Linked DNA regions of Rattus norvegicus: region 2 is linked to region 1. The links are chromatin contacts, called in public Hi-C maps. All regions are on one chromosome and are shown on one strand. Each heading gives the region's core, a stretch centred on a gene start, on an enhancer-like site or on the middle of the called end of the contact. The rest is flanking DNA. Distances are from core to core; before and after follow the strand shown.

Evidence for each region. Hi-C and Micro-C count contacts between places; a contact is called where the count stands out from the background.
Region 2: a contact with region 1 is called in a Hi-C map of the A7r5 cell line, with 3 times the contacts expected there. The contact joins two enhancer-like sites. A contact is called at or near these places in 2 of 12 Hi-C or Micro-C datasets (the A7r5 cell line and Schwann cells).

Annotation. Positions count from the first base shown.
Region 1 is chr1:15,472,120-15,476,137 of GRCr8, reverse strand. No RefSeq gene overlaps it. Among named protein-coding and RNA genes, the nearest start is that of Tnfaip3, 70 kb to the left of the region's middle. Within about 2 kb of position 2,272, at least 5 of the 93 cell types and tissues checked have an H3K27ac peak or open chromatin away from gene starts, as enhancers often do. A contact at or near this core is called in the A7r5 cell line, where this site is marked.
Region 2 is chr1:15,659,778-15,663,795 of GRCr8, reverse strand. No RefSeq gene overlaps it. Among named protein-coding and RNA genes, the nearest start is that of Tnfaip3, 120 kb to the right of the region's middle. Within about 2 kb of position 1,840, at least 10 of the 93 cell types and tissues checked have an H3K27ac peak or open chromatin away from gene starts, as enhancers often do. A contact at or near this core is called in the A7r5 cell line, where this site is marked.

The sequences.
Region 1 (4,018 bases), core at 1,023-3,522:
TGTACAAGATTGTAGTGCTGGAAGACAAATGACTTAAAGGTAACTGAAAGCACAGTGATGGGCTAAGAGTGCACAATATACAAGTAAGTTAATGACATTAATAATAAAACATGGGGAGAGGAGAAGTTAAAATACAGGGGTTTGTGCACATTTATGTTAACAAAATAAACTATTATAAGTCAAAACTCAGGTCCAAGGCTTTGAGTTGGGTCACCCCAATATCGATCTCATCTATGACCTGCTGGAGCAAGCAAAAGGGCCAGTCCTGCAGATCGAAAGCTGCAGGATCTCCATGAGACAGGGTAACAACAAGGCATCCAAGAGGAGTCCAGGTAAGAATCCAGGGTGTTGATGGTGGAGCAGAAGCCAGAGGCACGAACCAGACCAATGACTCAGGGCAACGAGCATTTGCAAGTAAAGATGTGTGGACAATAGGGAACACTGTGTGACACACTGGGACACACTACAGCTTCCACAATGAGGTTTTTTTTTTATGTTTTGGTTTGTTTGTTTTCTTTTGGGGAGGGAGGCTGCAGGGGCAGAGGGCAGATACAGAGGGATGGGGAGACGAATGGGAGTAGGAATGGGGTGCACGATGTGAAACTACTCACTTAGAATTGACAAGTTAAAAACAAAAGGGAACTACTCCAGCAAGTGGCTGCAATCCCAAGCATGAGCTTTCCTTCCACAGGGAAACGAGTAGCTTGGAGGAGGGCTCCTCCTGATGCCTTTATTTTAGCATTTAACACGTTTACAGAGTATCTCTATAAGGTTCCAACAAAGGTGCTGGGCACTTCAATATACACACTGTGTGAGAACACCCTGCAGCCCATTGTTCATGAGGAAGCGAACTTAGACCTCATTTTTCTTGTGTTCCAACATGGGTTTTATGAATGTCTTAATTGGTCGTTTTAATAACTTGCTTTAAAATTTAATAGGGCCCTTTATATAATCATTAATTATAGCATTGCCATATAGTCATGTGGCTTTGGGATCATGAGAATTGTGCTAAAGGCAGCTTGCTGACCTTTGACCTAATTAAGTTCTGTGCTGGTAGTGAAAGCTTTTCCAGTTTCCTTTTAGTCCTCCATATCTTATACGATGTTCTAAAATATTCGATAACACCTTCTGTATTCATGACTTCTGAATTCTAGTAGTTATACATTATAACATAAAAGTTTTTTCTTTATTTTTATGGCTGTGGCTCTGGCTCTGTTTCTCTCCCTCTCTCCCTTTCTCCCTCTCCCTCTCTCTCCCTCTCCCTCTCTCCCTCCCCCTCTCCCTCTCTTTATTGGACAGAATCTTATTTAACTCTAGGCTGCCCTGGAACTGACCTAGCTATATAGCCAAGGACGACCTTGAACTTCAGGCCTCCTGTCTCTGTTTCACCACATTCAGTTTATGGGATGCTGGGATCAAATTTTGGGATTGGTTGGTGTCAGACAAACATGTCTCACTGAGCTCTACCCTCAGCCCTAGAATACAAAATATTAAAGAGCCTAAGGACTTTTCTTCTACTTCACACACACACACACACACACACACACACACACACACACACACACACACACACACTTATACATGTGCACCCTGTCTGTGTGGTTTGAGGACAACTTGCAGGAGTCGGTTTTCTCTTTCTATCAAGTGGGTTCCAGGGACTGAACTCGGGCTATCAGTTTTAGTGGCGGGCATCTTTACTTGTTTCTCTTGCTCAAGACTCTTTATTTAGGCTCTCCCTACCCCAGAACCTGAAATATACCTGCTTTAAAAGAACACCTTCGGACAGGGCCTGAGAACATAGTTTAAGACCGTCATCTGAAACATTTGGGTCATACCTTTGAACTCAAAAAGTCTTTGGATTTTAGAGGCACCATTCAGTATATATTGCACGCTGTCCTCAAGAGGGTCGGAGGCAGATCCTTTTTCTCCAGCACATTATTATCTGCATAACAAAGGATGTGTGCATTTCTACACAAGGTAATGTAAGTGGAGCACCACACTTCTGATAGTAAATGGGTCAGGTTTTATGCTGTGAGGATATAAACCTATACTTTTCAGTTTTCAGTAGAAAACTTGAGAGTGCAGATAAGTGATGGCTGACTGTCCTTCCTATCTGAGAGAGATTTCTAAGCTTAGTTCGCAAAAGAACCAAACTTGATTGTTTGGCTAGGAACTGGAATTTTGGCAAACAACTCAGACAGCTTTGATGCAGTGGGGGGAACAACTTCAAGGAACAGTGCCCAGGGCCGCAGTATGAAGGCCTGGAAAACAGACAGGAACCTCCACCGGGTTATTTTTAGCATAAGCCTCTTCCAACATGTTCTTTTAAACACCAACTTGAAGGCCAACTTCACAGAGTTCTTCCAAATTTTGATTGGATATGAATGTCCAAAAGGCATAAACATACAAAAAAAAAGAAAAGAAAAAAAAAAAGAAAATCAGAGCAAAATGAAGGAGGAGGAGGGGAGAATTACTACTTTAACTCCATCCCAATTGATGATGCACGTACTTATCTTCATCTGTTGATTGCGTCCTGGGGGTCAGACGCTGAGACCAGGAACTATACAACCACAGATTCTACACCGAGTAACTCTTTTCATTCCTAATTCCTCATTCCTTCTTCACCTCTCACATTTGGTAGAGCCTGTGGGCACAGCCACAGAAGCATCTAGAACCTTTCAAAGCTCTAGCTCCACCTGCTGGAGGATAAGAAAACTCACCAGTGTCCTACCACTCACAGAAGAGCATTAGGCTAATCCCCACGGTTGAGAAGGCTTTGATGCTAATTGGGTTAGCACCGAGAAAAGTGTTCCTAATATAGTTCGTGCTGCTGAAGATGAACTGACCTTTCTTACAGGAGTCTCACCTTGTGCCTGGGCTCCTAAGACAAGCCCAGAGCAGAGCTCTATTTCCGATCCTAGTGATAGGTAGTATGCTGGACAGGATAAATCAGAACAGCCAGAAACTCTTTCCTGGGTCTCCTGGAGTTTGCCTTCTCCGAGTGTCCTGAAGCTGTTTGTCACAACCACTTACTATTTCCTCTGATCTCATTCTTTTCTCTGCACCCTTCAGTGCCCGCTATATTCACCCACTAAGGCTCAGGTTCCAGCCCCTTCTACGTACCTACTTTGTTAGGCTTACTTCTCTGGTGTGTGTGCATATAGAGAAATCTGTTATCTCTGCAAAAGCCGCCATATTGGGGTCTGCTGGGAGGCTCTTGATCTCTCCGTAGGCAGGTGTGCATCTCTGCAGAGGGGAGCAAGAACCAAAGGCAGACAGATCAGTACCCACAAGCAAGAGCATGACATGCTATTTTTAGACGTGCTGGCTTCTACAGAAATGGAGGATTTGAATAAGTAGAGGGGAGGAACAGGGTGAGGAGAGCAGAATGAACATTCGTGGGTCTGGGAATGAGTGTGAACCATGGAGAAGCCATGAAGGCACATGATGAGATGGAATGGGGAACCCCCCTTCCCAGTATCAGCTCCACAAGAGCAGGGGCTTCATCTGAATCCTTTCCCAGGTTATCCTCTGGGCTTGATGACTCGATGGCAAACTCACCTGAATGAGTGTGTGAGAGAGAGAATGGACTGAAGGATGTTGCAGTGGTGATGGTTGCTACAATCTAGCAAACAGCACCTTAAAATGTATCTAGATGTTTGTAAGTTCTAGACTGCTTTAAGAGCATCTGGGATGCCAATAGACCACCCGGGGGAGAATCTATCAGTCTGCCTGAATGTGGAGTGGAGGGGTCACAGTGGTCACAGAGAGGGTTATTTCTGTGTCTGACCCCACAGGAATCCTTCCAACCACTGCATCCAGAATTTGGGTTCAACTCCTTACTAACTAGATGACCTGGAACAAATTTCTCTTCTCACATCCCTTGACACAACCTCTGGGTCTTCTACCAGAATTTGGATTTTTTAGGATTCAGACTTGAAGAAGGCTCTTTTCTCTGAGTATCTTCTCTCCTTCATGCCATAGGTTCTACATTCCTGTGTATGCAAACAGGCCCACA
Region 2 (4,018 bases), core at 591-3,090, 190 kb before region 1:
TCACAAACTTACTTAATACATTGTGAGACTTCCTTTTGCATTTTTGAACTTGATTGCCCACTCCCCCAGCTTTGACTTTGTAGAAGACAATAACAGTGTCATTGAGTCACAATGTTAACAGAGCAAGTGACCAGTTGATTAGAACCTGCATCAAACCTGCCAAGCGTACACATCTACAGCATTTGTTTTGTGTATCCATTCATCTCTTCTGTGTATGTATGTGTGTATGTGTACATGTGCATGCATGTTTATGTGCACACATCCATATGTGTGCAGGCATGCTCATGCAAGTGCTTGCACATGTGTGTGCATATCTATGTATGTGTGTAAGTATGTGTGTTTCTGTATATGTTCATATGTGTCTGTCTGTGTGTATGCAAATGTGTATATGTGAATATATGTGTGTGCATATAAATATGTATATGTGTTATGCATGTGTGTGAGTGTATGTATGTGTGCATATATGTGTGTGTGAATGTGTGCATGGGTATATATGTGCATATGTGTATATGCAAATTTATGCATATGCATGTAGATGTATATACATATGGTTGTCTATGTGGGTATGTGAATGTATCTGAATCTGTGTGTGTGCATGTATGTACGTGTGTTTCAGTGATACTTAGTCGAACAATGAACTTTTGTGAATGTTCTCCACATCCTAACATAGAGAAAAACCACAAAGAGAGTCTCCCATACTGGGCATTTACAGACTGCCTGCACTACACATGGAGAGCATCTGTGGGACTTTCAGAGGTCAGGACCAGCTTGTCTGCCTCTTGAGGACTCTTGTGCCTTGTACCTCTCTGCTCCTCCTCACCATGAGGCAGGGGATTGCTGCAGTATGCTCTGTGTGCCGCTTCTCTGGATTGCTAAATGTGCCCTGACTTCTGAAGCTACTTTTGGAGAAGGACTTTGGCAGGGAAGTGACCTCACAATCACTCCATCTGTCAGGCACAAGGCTGAGTACAGACAGGGGTTTCCCTTCATTATCTTGCTCACCACAGAGACATAAAGGTTTAAAAAAAAAAAAAAGCTTTGCTTGAAGCTGTTTTCCTTTCTTCTCAGCATATTCATTTCCTGCCCATTGGTACATCTTTTCCTCCAAAAATCTCCCACCAATGCCTGCTGCAGGATTCCTACATGACTCCCTTGAAGAATTTATGTAGAACGCACTACATGTAACTTCACAGTGAAAATGTGGCTATCAGTCAAGGACTCTCAGGGGCACTTAGGGCAGCTGCCGCTCGCTCCTCAGAATGTGAACCTTCGGGTTCTTTTGTGTCTTCTGAAAATTTTCTTCTGGTCTTTCTTCAATTTGCTGTGTGGCCCAAAATGTAGGCAATATTGCATTTAACATAGTTTACGTCGCTGAGACTAGTGCCCCTGAATGCCCTGGACATGATGAGCCGTGGTAACTTTACAACTTACAGCCAGCACCATATAGCTTTGTTAACTATGCTGTGTACATGTGTCTTTGATCTTCAGAGTTTGCCACAAATAAGAGTTTAGTTTTCTTCCTTTCAGTTAGTAAATACGACATGCCAGGACCAAAGTTGTGTTTTTCCTTCCTTCCTTCCTTCCTTCCTTCCCTCCCCCTTCCTTCCCCTCCCTCCCTCCTTCCTTCCCTCCTTCCTTTCTTCCTTTCTTCTTTCCTTTCCTTTCTTTCTTTTTCTTTTCCAACTGAGAAAACCAGAAAGGGATATCTCAAATAACTGGAACTGGGTTAAAAAGAGACCTTGTGTGTCAGAGAAATATAATCTTCTTTGATCATTACTAGATAAAGTATGCCTCACTGCAGATGACAAGTGTGAATAACCTGAATTAGTCTTATTTTTGAGTCACTGAAACAGCACTTCCTGACCACTCCGGGAGTTTCCTTGGATGTTAACCACTGCAATGCAAACACGCCTGACACCAATTAAGCCCTAAGAAATTAACTTAGGAGGGACTTTTATGGCCCCAGGAATTTTTTATTTCTTCTGTGCTAGGTCAATGGGTATGAGAAAAAAAAAAAAGGTAAGTAGGGGTATTCCATAATTGTCAGAGTGAGAGAAAAGAGACAGGTCAAGGACTCAGACCATTGTAACTAACCCTGAAGTATAGTGTAGTGTGCTTTTCTGTTCCTAGGAAGCCGTCTGCTTTCTAAGGTTGAGTCTTCTAGCTCCTGTGGAAATGACTGTAGGAAATTAGAAGAGGAGGGAAGAATAGAAGATCGGGAAGCTCACAAGAAACCCTGGATCCTGCCCACCAATTCCCACTTAAACACTCCTTGTGGGGATTAGTCATTGGGTCTCAGCACTTGCGTGTTTTGTTTGCATGGGACTGTGGGCATTCCCTGCAGGAATTTCTTTTTGTGCCATTGAGATTAGCGTGAGACATTTCCAAAACTCGAGCAAAGGATGATGACTAATATAGGACTCCTCAATTGGGAAATTTCATAAGGGTTCCGGCAGAGGCAGAAAATAATGAGTCTAACGGTCTGGGGAATTGATCACAGAAGCATATAAAAATAAACAAATGCAGCAGGAAAATTTGTCTTGGTAGCAATAATGTCAAGTTCCCAAATCTGTGTCAATAAATTCCCAGACTATCCATTTTTACCCAGAAATATTTTCTGAGTATGCTAAAGCATGACCGAAACCCACATGCCTAGCAAAGTAAATTTCAAATTAATATTTTCCATCAAGTTATTGATTGATTGATTATTTACTTCATGTGTACTTTTATACTGTCTGCATATATGCCTTTGAGCCATCTGTGTACTCTAGTGTCCCTGGAGGCCAGAAGAGGGCGTTGGAGCTCCAGAAACTAGCATTATAGACAACCGTGAGCCTCTACTGTGTGGGTGCTGGGAGTCGAAGCTAAGTCCTCAGAAGAAGAGGCAGCGTCCTTAGTAACAAGGACAGCTGTGCAGTCACCGAAAGTAAGATTTAAAGTTCTGAAAACACATGGGTGCATCTGTTCAGAGACCTATGTCAAGGGACAGGAAGCACGTGGCCCTAAGTGCTGGGGCACTTAGATTCCACAACTTCTACTTCTCTCCCTTTGAGTACTTTCTAAGCTTCAACTTCTTATTTTTAAGCCGGGAAACTATTTTTTTCCCTTTACCTAAGCTATTAGGAAATTCAAATGAGAAAACTAATTTGAACAAACTTTATGGATTGTAAACCTTTGTTCCCATATAACTTGTACCTATTAATCATAAGTCTATATTAGTAGTCCAGTCCGTAGTCCTTGATACTCTGGTTAATCCTTGTGAAATACATGCAAATCTTGTTCATATCTGGAGTTAAAAGTAACAGACAGGAATCTAGTGACATAGCTATATATGCCTCCTTATTTTCTTTTCCTTTCATGATGACAGAGGAGGCGGGACTCATAGCAGACTATTCACCTCCCCAACTTACTCCACAAGAGATGTCTTGGGATTAACAATGACTTTAGGGCATAAAATATAGTCCTGTGTAGCTGAGGTCCTTAAGCCTGCAGATGCTGGAGCCAGTCTACCGACCCAGGTTCACACTCTGGGTGGACACTCCTTGGCTGTTCATTCCTAGATCTTTGTGTCCCATTTCCTTGGTGTGAGATAGAGATGGTGGCTGCTTACACAGAGCCTGCTCCCTGCATGTCCCTAACCAGTTAAAAGAGCCTCAATCTGATAAGGTCTTTGTCCCTCCTCTTCATCTCCCGAGTGAGACATTATCTTTCTTTCCTAATCCCTGGTTCTTTTTCTATTTTTCATTATTTTCTACCTTTTATCAGTTTTCAGTATCCCTTCTCAGGGCCAGGCTGCGATATCCTGGCATATTCTCTCTCTCCTCTTTCCCACAGGTTCTTATAAAGAAACTGTTGCTTCTATGTCCAACTCCTTGAACCCCAACAAGCTTGGTTGCTTTTGCATTTGAACTACTGGAGTGACTGCTAGGTTAGCCCCACTGTGCACGTCTGGGAATGACTTCAGCAAGAAAAGGAACCAAGATGGTTCCTTTCTCACGGAGTTGGTAATTTGATCTCC